Linked DNA regions of Mus musculus: regions 1 and 3 are each linked to region 2. A link is a contact called in public HiChIP or PLAC-seq data. All regions are on one chromosome and are shown on one strand. The core of a region is the stretch at or near the end of the contact, and the rest is flanking DNA. Distances in the headings are between cores, read along the strand shown. Region 1 overlaps Gm36355 (a long non-coding RNA gene). Region 2 has its middle 23 kb from the start of Gm38877. Region 3 overlaps Pparg (peroxisome proliferator activated receptor gamma).

Region 1 (3,261 bases), core at 190-2,689, 230 kb before region 2:
GGTAGCATGGGCTTCTGCCCAGCCAGGCATGTCCCCTCCCACAATCCTTCCATTCTCTTCTCGAGCTCTCTCCATGGCACTCTGGCTGCATGGTGACACTACTAGTGTGTGTCTTCCTGAGGTCCCGTGTCCCAGTCTGTAGCTGCTTGGGGGACATGCTGAGAACCAACAGTACCCATCTTCCCTCTACAGGGAAGCTCCTAAGGGCGAGGGCAGCACTGAGGTTGCTTGCTCATGGGGCCACCAGAACCCTGTTCCCCTACTTCTAGTGGGGTATATCTCTCTAGCCCCAGAAAGCCCACTCTGCCATGTTCCGTGGTGTTCTTGACTGGGTAAACTTTGAAGGAGAAGAGATCGTGGACATCTCAGGGACTCTTGCTCTAGGAAGTGCTGAGGTGGGTGGCTAAAGACCCAGGTGAGCAGGGGGCCAGGGCTGGGGCTGGGCTGGTGAGATGATAGCCAGTTGTCTAGGTGACTCATTTGTACCAACAGGCTGGTGAGACATAGAGAAACCCCGGTACAGGAAGATGAAGCAGGATAACAAGCCTGGGGGATCTTTGAAACAGTCAACTTGGGCCCCTGGTTGCTACTAGCAGAACTCAAAGCCTACTATGACCTCAGGCACAGGGCTTGCCTGCTGGAGCTTTATCTGTCTCATCTGACAGATGGGGATAGGAGCTCCCCCCTCCACAGTCCTTGCGATGGGTTGAGACCCCCTTTTGTAGTACGTCATGGCACTTGCATAGGACCCGCCTGTACACATCCTTTTGAGACCCTTAAATCTTGGGTTGCATCAAATACTGGATGAGGAGCACGTGCTAGAGAGATAGACAGTTTACTGTGTTTAGGGAACAACTGCACAGAGAAAGATTTGTGCGTGTTCAGTACAGATGCCATCTTTAACCTTGGAAAGTTTCAAGACATGTCGGATGGAGAAACTGCAGATAAGGATGGCAGTGAGCTACCTGTTGGCTCACTCTGAAGACACAGGGTGGGAGTGTGAGCAGTGTGCACAGGGCCTGGCTCCTGGGCCTTCTGTTAGCCTTACTCTGGCTCATACATATCTTCAAAGTTGCTCCCTGTTTGCCTTTGTGCCCACAGGATCCCCTCTTTTTCCCTAAGAACTGTGGAGGACTTGAGGGGAGTGCAGGAAGGCAGGAACAGCCTGGAGCTGTCCTGGTCTCGCTATTAGTAAAGTGTGTCGCCTCTGCACTGGCACAGAGAACAGAGGAATTAGCAAATCTATTTTTTGCAAATTTAACCAGATCCTCTGCGCCCCATTATGACTTAATTTAGACTTTTAAAATCTATATAGCTTTCTGTTTGTTTGCTTCCAGGTTGTGATATAGATGAAATGAATGGCAACCCACATTAACCGCAGGCTGAACAACCCCCCTGGAATGTTTGCTGAAGAGCAAGGCAGTGGAGGCTGGCCCACAGAGGAGCCCTATCGCCAGCCATCAGCAAAGACCAGACCTGGTGGAGACTGGAGGACACGCCTGATAACTCAGTGCCCTTGAGAGCTTTCTAGGTGCCTCCAGGCTGCTCCAGTCCTGTGTGTGTGTGTGTGTGTGTGTGTGTGTGTGTGTGTGTGTGTTGTGTGTGAGAAAGAGAGGGATACAGTCCCTGGTAGGTAGCAGTACTCTTAAAAGCTCCTACCACATCCATGACCTTGGCACTAACAGGAAGCCAAGCCTTTGTGGACAGATCCCATGAACTTGAACAAGGAGTTTATATATCAAATGGCCTCATAGAGCTGTAAGAGGAAGCCCAGATGAATCTTTCTTGAATGGACAAATGCTTTCATGTAAGTAGGAGGTGGATTAGGTTCTGGAACTGCCCTGTCCCTCTCCATTTACCCCACTCTTCTCTCTTCTCCTCTGATTTCTTTGTGGTGCTGGAGGTGGACCTCGGCACTTCACATGTTAGACAAGTGAAGTGTACCACTAAACTGTATCTCAGTCTCAGATGGAATTTTCTTAAGGAAGTCCAGGAAATATTTCAAATAGGCAACAGAACCTAAGATTTGTCCATATTGACAATTCCCAACTCAGCGACCAACCAACAAATTAACCAACCAGCAGCCAACCAGCAAATCAAGCAACTAGTTGAACCACCAAGCAACCAGCCAACCATCTAAGCCACCAACCAACCAACTAATCAGCTGACCCAGAAACCAAATAGACAACCAACTGTACAGTCAACCAACCAACCAAGTAAACAACTAATGGGATAACCATCATTCAACAACCAATGAATCAATGGACTGAACAACTAAACCAACTGGTCATCCAACCAATTGACTAACCAACTGAACAATCAATCATCTAACCAACAGAGCCACTAATCAACCAACCAACCAACCAACCAACCAACCAACCAACCAACCAACTAACCTAGCATGAAAACAACTAAGTAACCAATAACCAAGAAGTAGAACCACTAATTGAAATATTCACTGGGTTGGAAAGAAATCCCCTCTTCCAGTGTTTCTGCCCTTTGTCTCCCCCGAGCTCCAGTAGCGTTGCCTGTTCCTCAGACACCTTCTGGGCCATTCTACCACTGCCTGTTTCCATTCCTCTAGAAATTGCTGTGCAGGGCACCTCTGTCCCTTGCACCACTGGTCACAGGCTTCTCACCTGCAGCCAGTGCACAAACAACATGGCTAGAAAGGCATACAATGAAGGGCCCAGTCCCCCCCATCTGACTTTTGAGGAATTGTGTGTGTGTGTGCGCTGTTGTTGTTGTTTTCTGGTCTCCCACTTCTCCAGGTGGAGAGTGCCTACCTGGGTCCAGACAGACAGATTCCCTGACTTCTTTGCCCTGAGTTCCATCCCTGCTACCACATTACCCTGACATGGTGGTACAGACTTGTAATCCTAGGATTTGGGAGGTGTAGACTAGGGGTTCAGGACCATCCTTGACTACCTATGGAGTTTGAGGCCAGCCTAGACTCTCTGAGATCCTGTCTCAAACAAACAAACAAACAAACAAACAAACAAAACCATACTGCAAACAAGCAACAACGCAAAGCCTGCCTGTAGTTTGCCGGGTATCAGTAGCAGAAAGTCAAGTGTGCTTGGGTTGGGAGGGGGGAGGAGCTCCACTTATCTTTGGTTTCCTTTAATTAGTCTTCCCACTTGCCACCACAGGTCACAATCCTTAGGAAGTGTCCCAGACACTGCCTGGACCGGCGGTGGTTCCCGGAAGTCACTGCTCCCAGGTCAGGTGCCTCTTTCTTCCCTCCCACCTGACCTGGGC
Region 2 (3,099 bases), core at 101-2,600:
CACTAGTATCTAACAGATTGACTCCAGGATTCCCATGGTTGCCAAAGCCCACAAATGCTCAACTCCCCTCTACAAGATGGTGTTGTGTTTGCCTAGGACCTGGCACAGCCTCCTCCACACTTGAGATTGTCTCTGGCTTCCTGATGCCATGGAAACACTATAGGAATAGGTGCTTTGAATTGTTTAGGAAATAATGGCACATGCTCTGTACGTGGTCAGTACTGATGCCTCCATCCCAGGTTAATAGTACATGCCAGCCAGAGCCCAGCATAGGTCTGATCCGCTGATGTGAAGCCCAGAATAAGGATAAGGAGAGCCAATTGGATTTTTAAGCGAGTCACTTCCTGCACGTAAAGCTACGCCTTCTCTTGCTCTCTGTCTCCAAGCCCTCAGGCCTCTGATGGCCCAGGGCTCCTTGGAAGGCAAGAACACCTACGTCAGAGCTGAGAGGGGCTCTGGTTTTGCCCTGCCTGGGGTTACAGAGAGGCTCTGGAAAACCATGAGAGCTTAGTTTCCCACTGTGCTCCTCCATGTCAAAGCAGTCCCCTTGCCCAGTTCCTCTGCACGTGGACTCTCTCTTCCCATAATGCCTTTCACGTGAACATCTGTTCCAAATCCTATTGTCTTCATTGTTTCACTCCACCAAGACATGGCTCCTCTGTGTATCCCAGGCTATCCTGGGACTAGCTCTGTAGACCAGGCTGGCCCAGAACTCAGAGATCCTCCTACCTCTGCTTCCTGCATGCTGGATGTACACCATCACACCCAGCTGACCAGACCTCATCTACTTAGCAAGAATTAATGTATGTATTTCCTGACTGTGGATCTCTAATCTGGTTGGTTTGGCCTTTTTGTTTTAGATTTATATGTTTTATGCGGTTTGCTGTTTTATCTGTATGGATGGTCAGAGGAGGTCAGATCCCTTAGACCTGGGGTTACAGGGAGTTTTGAACTCTCACATGGGTTTGGGAATCAAACCCGGGGCCTTTGTAAGAACAGCCTGTGCTGTGAACCACTGAGCCCCTGGTGTAATCTACTGAAATCTTGGCCTTCCTTACAGAAGGAAGACGAACATCACAAAACAGCAGTGCCTGGACACATTTTTAATATTGTGCTTACTTTGGTAATCTTTCATTAAATTGCTCCTGTCACGTAGGGCAAATGTTTTAATTAAAATGGTATTTCAATCAGTCAGCAGCCCCAGGCTTGAAGCGGTGGTAAGGATAAGATACTGCCAGAGAGCCCAATCCTATTTTCCAAGGTACTTGCTCTCTATGGAGCACCTCCTGCTGCTGGCCTGCCTCCTCTGGGCTGGAGGCTGTGGGCATGGATCCAGATGTGACTCAGCCTCTCCCACCACTGCAGATGCACCACTGGGTACGCATGCAAGGCACCTGCTCTTCTCCACTGAAGGGGTCAAGCCCTGTGCATCCTCAGAGGAGTCTGTATCAAGAAGCACCTTCTTCTTCCTGTTGATAATGGCCCTGTGCTTAGCTGCAGCTGTCTGCCTGGTATCTGAAGACCAGCTAGGGAGTCTCTCTGCCATATACAGTGGGTGGCAGGGCTGGCTCTAGTGGGGACTAAACTGGTAATAAATGGTGTTTAAAGACTCAGATCTCCATGGCAGGGAACAAGAACCACCTTAGGGTGTGATATGGGGACTATGGAGAGACAAAACACCACTTAAAGATGTATGTGACCCACATCCCTGAATAGTCAGAATAAATTCATTACAGTCTGTTGGGAACATTGAAGTTCCGTGTCAAAACCTTTTTAGGAAATAGCATTCGAGACCCAAAGAAAGAAACTTTAACAGCTACTGGATCTTAAAGATGCTATTTATGGGTTATGGATTTTCTAGCACATGCCCTGTCTTACAGGACTTCTTTTCCACAAGTCCTGAGAACCCAGGACTTTGAATGGGGTTCCAGGTTCTGGAAGGATGGCTTGAGCAGACGTCAGTGCTTTAAAGAGGTGATTTGGGTGTTTGTAGTTGTCCCAGTTCTAAATAAATGAACATTAGCTTAGCACTCAGAGAGCTGAATCCGGCCCTACAGAGAAGGCTGGGGGGGTCACGAGTATCCTTTTACATTAGCATTGAGCTAGGTATCCCCTAAGGATTCAAACACATAAATTACAGGAGGTTTGTTTGTTTGTTGTCTTGGCTTCTTTTTGGTTGGAATCTAGCCTTTAACAGCTGGGCTGTCTCTCCCGTTTGACTCTGACATCTTTCAGGCAGACAGAATGGTCTCTGAAAGGTCTCTGCAGTCTCGTGGTCAGTGTAGCAGCGATAAGGCTTAGATCCCTGGTCCCTGGGTCATCAGAGAGCTCAGTAGTAAACTGTGAGATGGGGGTGGGGCTATAAAGGTGGGGACTATGTGGCCAAGCTTAAGGGAAAGAGAGCCCATCTTGCCCCCAAGATGTGAGCAGACAAGAGAACACAAGTTGTAGTGGGGTCAGGACAGTTCGGAGAGCTTTAATCTGGAGCAGGGGACTTTCGGGGCAGCAAGCTCAGGGTGGATTTGGTTTCTGTTTGCTGAAGGCCTTGATGATAAGCTCCAGATCGGAGCTTGTGCTCTAGGCAGTGGGGAATTATTCTGGGCATGTGAGTCAGGGATGCACGATGACGAAAGTGGAGCTCCAGGCTTTATCTGGCCTAGCATTTGACAAAGGATGGGGGAAGCTGATTCTGAGAGTAGAGAACACATGGTGAGGCCATAATTTAGGGTTTTGAACAAAGGCAGCGTTCACTTTTGAAAACTGTCACATCAAAGTCCAAAATGGTGGCCTAATTAGTGAGCAGTTGGAGATGCAGGTTGTCTGGTTTGGCAAGAATAGATTCATCCCTGGAGCCTGCCTACCCCCTCAAGGTCAGGAGATTGTGAAGAAGAAGAGATGGCTGGGAAATCCTGCCCCTCTGGATGGAAAGGTTCTCTAGGTTTGCTTCATGTTCAGTTTTAACACATGAATATCTATAACAGTATTTTTAGACAAAAAAAACAAAACAAAACAAAAAACTCCAGACAGCCTGGGGAGGGGTATAGCTCAGCGATAGAGCATGCACCGAACATGTCCAGGCTCTGGGTTGGATCACCAGCA
Region 3 (3,308 bases), core at 561-3,060, 170 kb before region 2:
CTCTTTCCTGCACCTGTTCTTGGTAAGCTGTTGCAATTTGCCTTCAAGTGTTAATTCTGCTTAGTCATGTGGCTCTGCAGTCTTTCTTTACTTTTCTGCCGGTGAAGTAGGCTTATCCTCTGTAATCAAATTAGCTCTGCAGAGGCTTCACTTGTGTGTCTCTTGCCATGGCTACTTTTGGTACACAGTGCACAGAGCCCATGGTACTGTGACTCGTGTTCTGTAGTCCTAGAATAGCATGCTGAGAATGCTCCCAACTAGAAGTCAGGGAGCTTATGTCATGGCCTTGGGGTTTCTATGTGCTTGCCCCTCTCCACTTCAGTTCCTTCTTCTTAAATGAAGATAATAACAAACAATTGCAGCCTTCAGAGGACCCTGAGCTCGAGTGTAAAGAATGTGTAAAATACTTGGAAACTGTAGTGCCTAGGGCCTTGTGTATCACTGTGAAAGTATCAATCACCTCTTTTGCAGGGAGAAACTCAACTGTTCTTACTGGCATGTGGCTTTCTCATAGCTACTAGCTGATTCCACTCGAAGTCATTTATCTAAAACGAAAGAAATAACCTGAGATAGTCCTCAAAACACATTAGGAGATAATACGATTTTTTTCTTCTAAAATCTAAATGGTCATCAAGTTACATGTATCCACCTAATAGTTGACTGGCTCTCCTGGCCATGAAAGTAACTGACCACACACAGGGTTTTCAAGAGCTGGATCCAGGTCTTCTGCATGGGACTTGTAGCTCCTACTGCCTAGGGACATTCATCATAGCATAGACATCAAAGCCAGACCCTGGCTGAAAGACCTGAAGAGCCCAATCCAGTGCACACTTGCAGCTGCTGGTGGACTGGGGAGCAGCATTGAGGTTTTATTTTAATGTAATTTGATGTTGATTCTCAACTTCCTATCAGAAGCTTTCTGCTTCCTAGAAAACTGGATTCAATGATAATTTTCATCTATTATGAATTGCTAAACAATATCAGTCAAAGAATCTCCAGGTACTTAAGAATACTTTTGTGGCTTGGGACTGTAGCTTAGTTCTAGCACACATGTACCCAACATGCTTGCCTGGGATTCAATCCAATAGTTAGCATACTAAACCAAGCAAGCAAGCAAGCAACCAACCATTCCATTGGAGTAGCATAGGCAACTTAGATCCTTGCAGAAAGTAGAACTCATGTATATAATAGAAGGCCAGAGCCTCCAGTTTCCCAGGAATAAAGCTAGGTACTGTAAGGAAATAGGTCTCATGATATCCTGATGTACTTTTGTGCCCACTTTGGACCTGGGACAAATGACCATAGAAAAACTGAAAGGTAGAAGTGGGACACAACAGCTTAACACACCTGCTCAGCCTCCTGCACGGCTTCTGAGACACTCTTGTGACTGGAAGGCTTCACGTTCATTCATGAGTGTAGAGATGACCTATGAGCTCTTGTATTACTCTCAAAGGTTTTTTATTACAGCTTGGAGGACTTACTCCCTTTTCAGAACAATGTTTACTTATCCTATTTGAAGACATTTCCTGTGTTTTGGACCTAGCCTGCCACTAGATTTTAACAGCCTGCAGCTGAGCTGTTTTTTGTTTGTTTGTTTGTTTGTTTTTGCATATGCATGTGCACCAAAGCAAATCATTTAGTCAAAGGAAACAACCCCCAGCCCCAGCCTCCCCCAGTGAAGAGAGCAGAAGAGAACTAACTGATTTGTCCGTTGTCTTTCCTGTCAAGATCGCCCTCGCCTTGGCTTTGGTCAGCGGGAAGGACTTTATGTATGAGTCATACAAATGCTTTGCCAGGGCTCGCAGATCAGCAGACTCTGGGTTCAGCTGGTCGATATCACTGGAGATCTCCGCCAACAGCTTCTCCTTCTCGGCCTGTGGCATCCGCCCAAACCTGATGGCTACAGAGGAAGAGGAATGACAGGATGAATCATTGGATCATTACTAGGGCTCCGCATTGTGCTCTCCCTAATCTTGGTTCCCACACTGAGAGTCCCTCTCTCCACCCGGCGCTGGTTCTGCCTTCTATCTACCACTTTGCTCATGTTTTTATTTCGCAACAGTAGCACAGACAAATGAAATTAACTTATTTACTTCTTCAGTTAAAAAAGGCAACATACGATCCTGTTAGGAAATTGGAAGGATCCGCTAGCAAACAGGAATACATATTCATTTAAACATGAATCGAGAGACAACTCCTATCCAAAGATGCAAAGTCATCTTTATAGAGCTTTCAAGTACAGCTAATTATTTCTTCCCAGTGTTCCCCCAACCCTAAGCATTTCAACAATCAAAATGTTCACACTGTACTATAATTATGACTTTTTATACCTCTAACCCCTCTGTAGAACAATGTCCTGCAGACAGGGACACTGTCATAATTATCTTGGTAACCTCTGCACTTCATAAAAGGTACGGCAGGAGCATCTTTGTGTTTCATGAATTAAACAGTTACGGAGAAGTTCAAGTTGTACAAACATAGGCCCTGTTCTCAGTCAGTTCATATGAGCTATCCGTTTCTGTTGTAAAGAAAGACCAGGGAACTTGGACATTAAATGGATGGAAACTGACTTACCCCCTAACTCTGCAGAATTCCCCCTTAATGAGGTTCATCAGAATACCTTTAATTTGGCTTCTCAAGGAGTGAGGAAGTGTGAATGCAAAGCAAAGACTTAAGACAGACTGTAGGGCCTAATGTAGGAATTGACCTGTGTGAGCTGGGGTGTCCTTTGGGCACAGAACCCTTGCTTGGCATGTGCAAGGCCTTCCCCAAAAAAATTAAATAAATAGTAATCTGTTTATAGACTTCTAACTTGCATAAAATTTCCTACTTCCTGGTCTGATATTACTTATAAAATGTCCCTTTGAGTAATGTTTCTTTGACACCATTCTTTGTTGAGCTAGCTCTCTTTAGGACACTGCTTTTCTCCAGTGGAACATCTTGCTCTCATACTTAGTAGTATCTTGAGCACCATTCTATGTGACACTCAAGATGATGGTGGGCTCTTTTACTTAGATGATAGGCTACTTGTGAGCAAAGGTTGGGGCACATTTACATATATCTTAGTACTTGGTAGAACTCAATCAATGTTGCTGAATATGAGAACCAACAGGTTTGTGCTTTTTTTGTTTGTTTGTTTGTTTGTTTTTGAGATGTTAAAAAATTAAAAAAAAATTGTGTGAATTTGCCTGCATCTCTGCATCACAGTGTGTACCTAATGTCTGAGGAGGCCAGCAGAGGGCAATGGGTTCCCTGGAATTGGAGTGACAGACAGATGTTAATTGTTATGTGGGAGTTGGGAATCAAAC

What was found. HiChIP or PLAC-seq counts read pairs in DNA pulled down with a chosen protein or histone mark.
Region 1: a contact with region 2 is called in an HNF4G HiChIP or PLAC-seq map of pancreatic cancer cells. The contact joins two enhancer-like sites. A contact is called at or near these places in 10 of 39 promoter capture datasets (the 3T3-L1 cell line, HPC-7-derived erythroid cells, cranial neural crest and 5 more), 3 of 15 datasets of contacts at CTCF or cohesin (the NIH/3T3 cell line and large pre-B cells), 10 of 484 Hi-C or Micro-C datasets (Th1 cells, Th2 cells, bone marrow-derived macrophages and 5 more), 16 of 115 datasets of contacts at active chromatin or transcription factors (CD8 T cells, the NIH/3T3 cell line, Th17 cells and 12 more) and 1 of 9 other capture datasets (embryonic stem cells).
Region 3: a contact with region 2 is called in an HNF4G HiChIP or PLAC-seq map of pancreatic cancer cells. The contact joins two enhancer-like sites. A contact is called at or near these places in 2 of 484 Hi-C or Micro-C datasets (Th1 cells and bone marrow-derived macrophages) and 5 of 115 datasets of contacts at active chromatin or transcription factors (CD8 T cells, the NIH/3T3 cell line, embryonic fibroblasts and 2 more).

Annotation. Positions count from the first base shown.
Region 1 is chr6:115,525,844-115,529,104 of GRCm38.p6, reverse strand. Gm36355 (a long non-coding RNA gene) reads left to right here. Exons shown (of 7, transcript XR_869382.3): 7 at 1,338-3,261. Among named protein-coding and RNA genes, the nearest start is that of Gm36301, 8.0 kb to the right of the region's middle. Within about 2 kb of position 1,439, at least 17 of the 459 cell types and tissues checked have an H3K27ac peak or open chromatin away from gene starts, as enhancers often do. A contact at or near this core is called in pancreatic cancer cells, where this site is marked.
Region 2 is chr6:115,292,337-115,295,435 of GRCm38.p6, reverse strand. No RefSeq gene overlaps it. Among named protein-coding and RNA genes, the nearest start is that of Gm38877, 23 kb to the left of the region's middle. Within about 2 kb of position 1,350, at least 7 of the 459 cell types and tissues checked have an H3K27ac peak or open chromatin away from gene starts, as enhancers often do. A contact at or near this core is called in pancreatic cancer cells, where this site is marked.
Region 3 is chr6:115,461,678-115,464,985 of GRCm38.p6, reverse strand. It overlaps Pparg (peroxisome proliferator activated receptor gamma), which reads right to left. Exons shown (of 8, transcript NM_001308354.1): 6 at 1,701-1,900. Among named protein-coding and RNA genes, the nearest start is that of Gm36301, 56 kb to the left of the region's middle. Within about 2 kb of position 1,810, at least 94 of the 459 cell types and tissues checked have an H3K27ac peak or open chromatin away from gene starts, as enhancers often do. A contact at or near this core is called in pancreatic cancer cells, where this site is marked.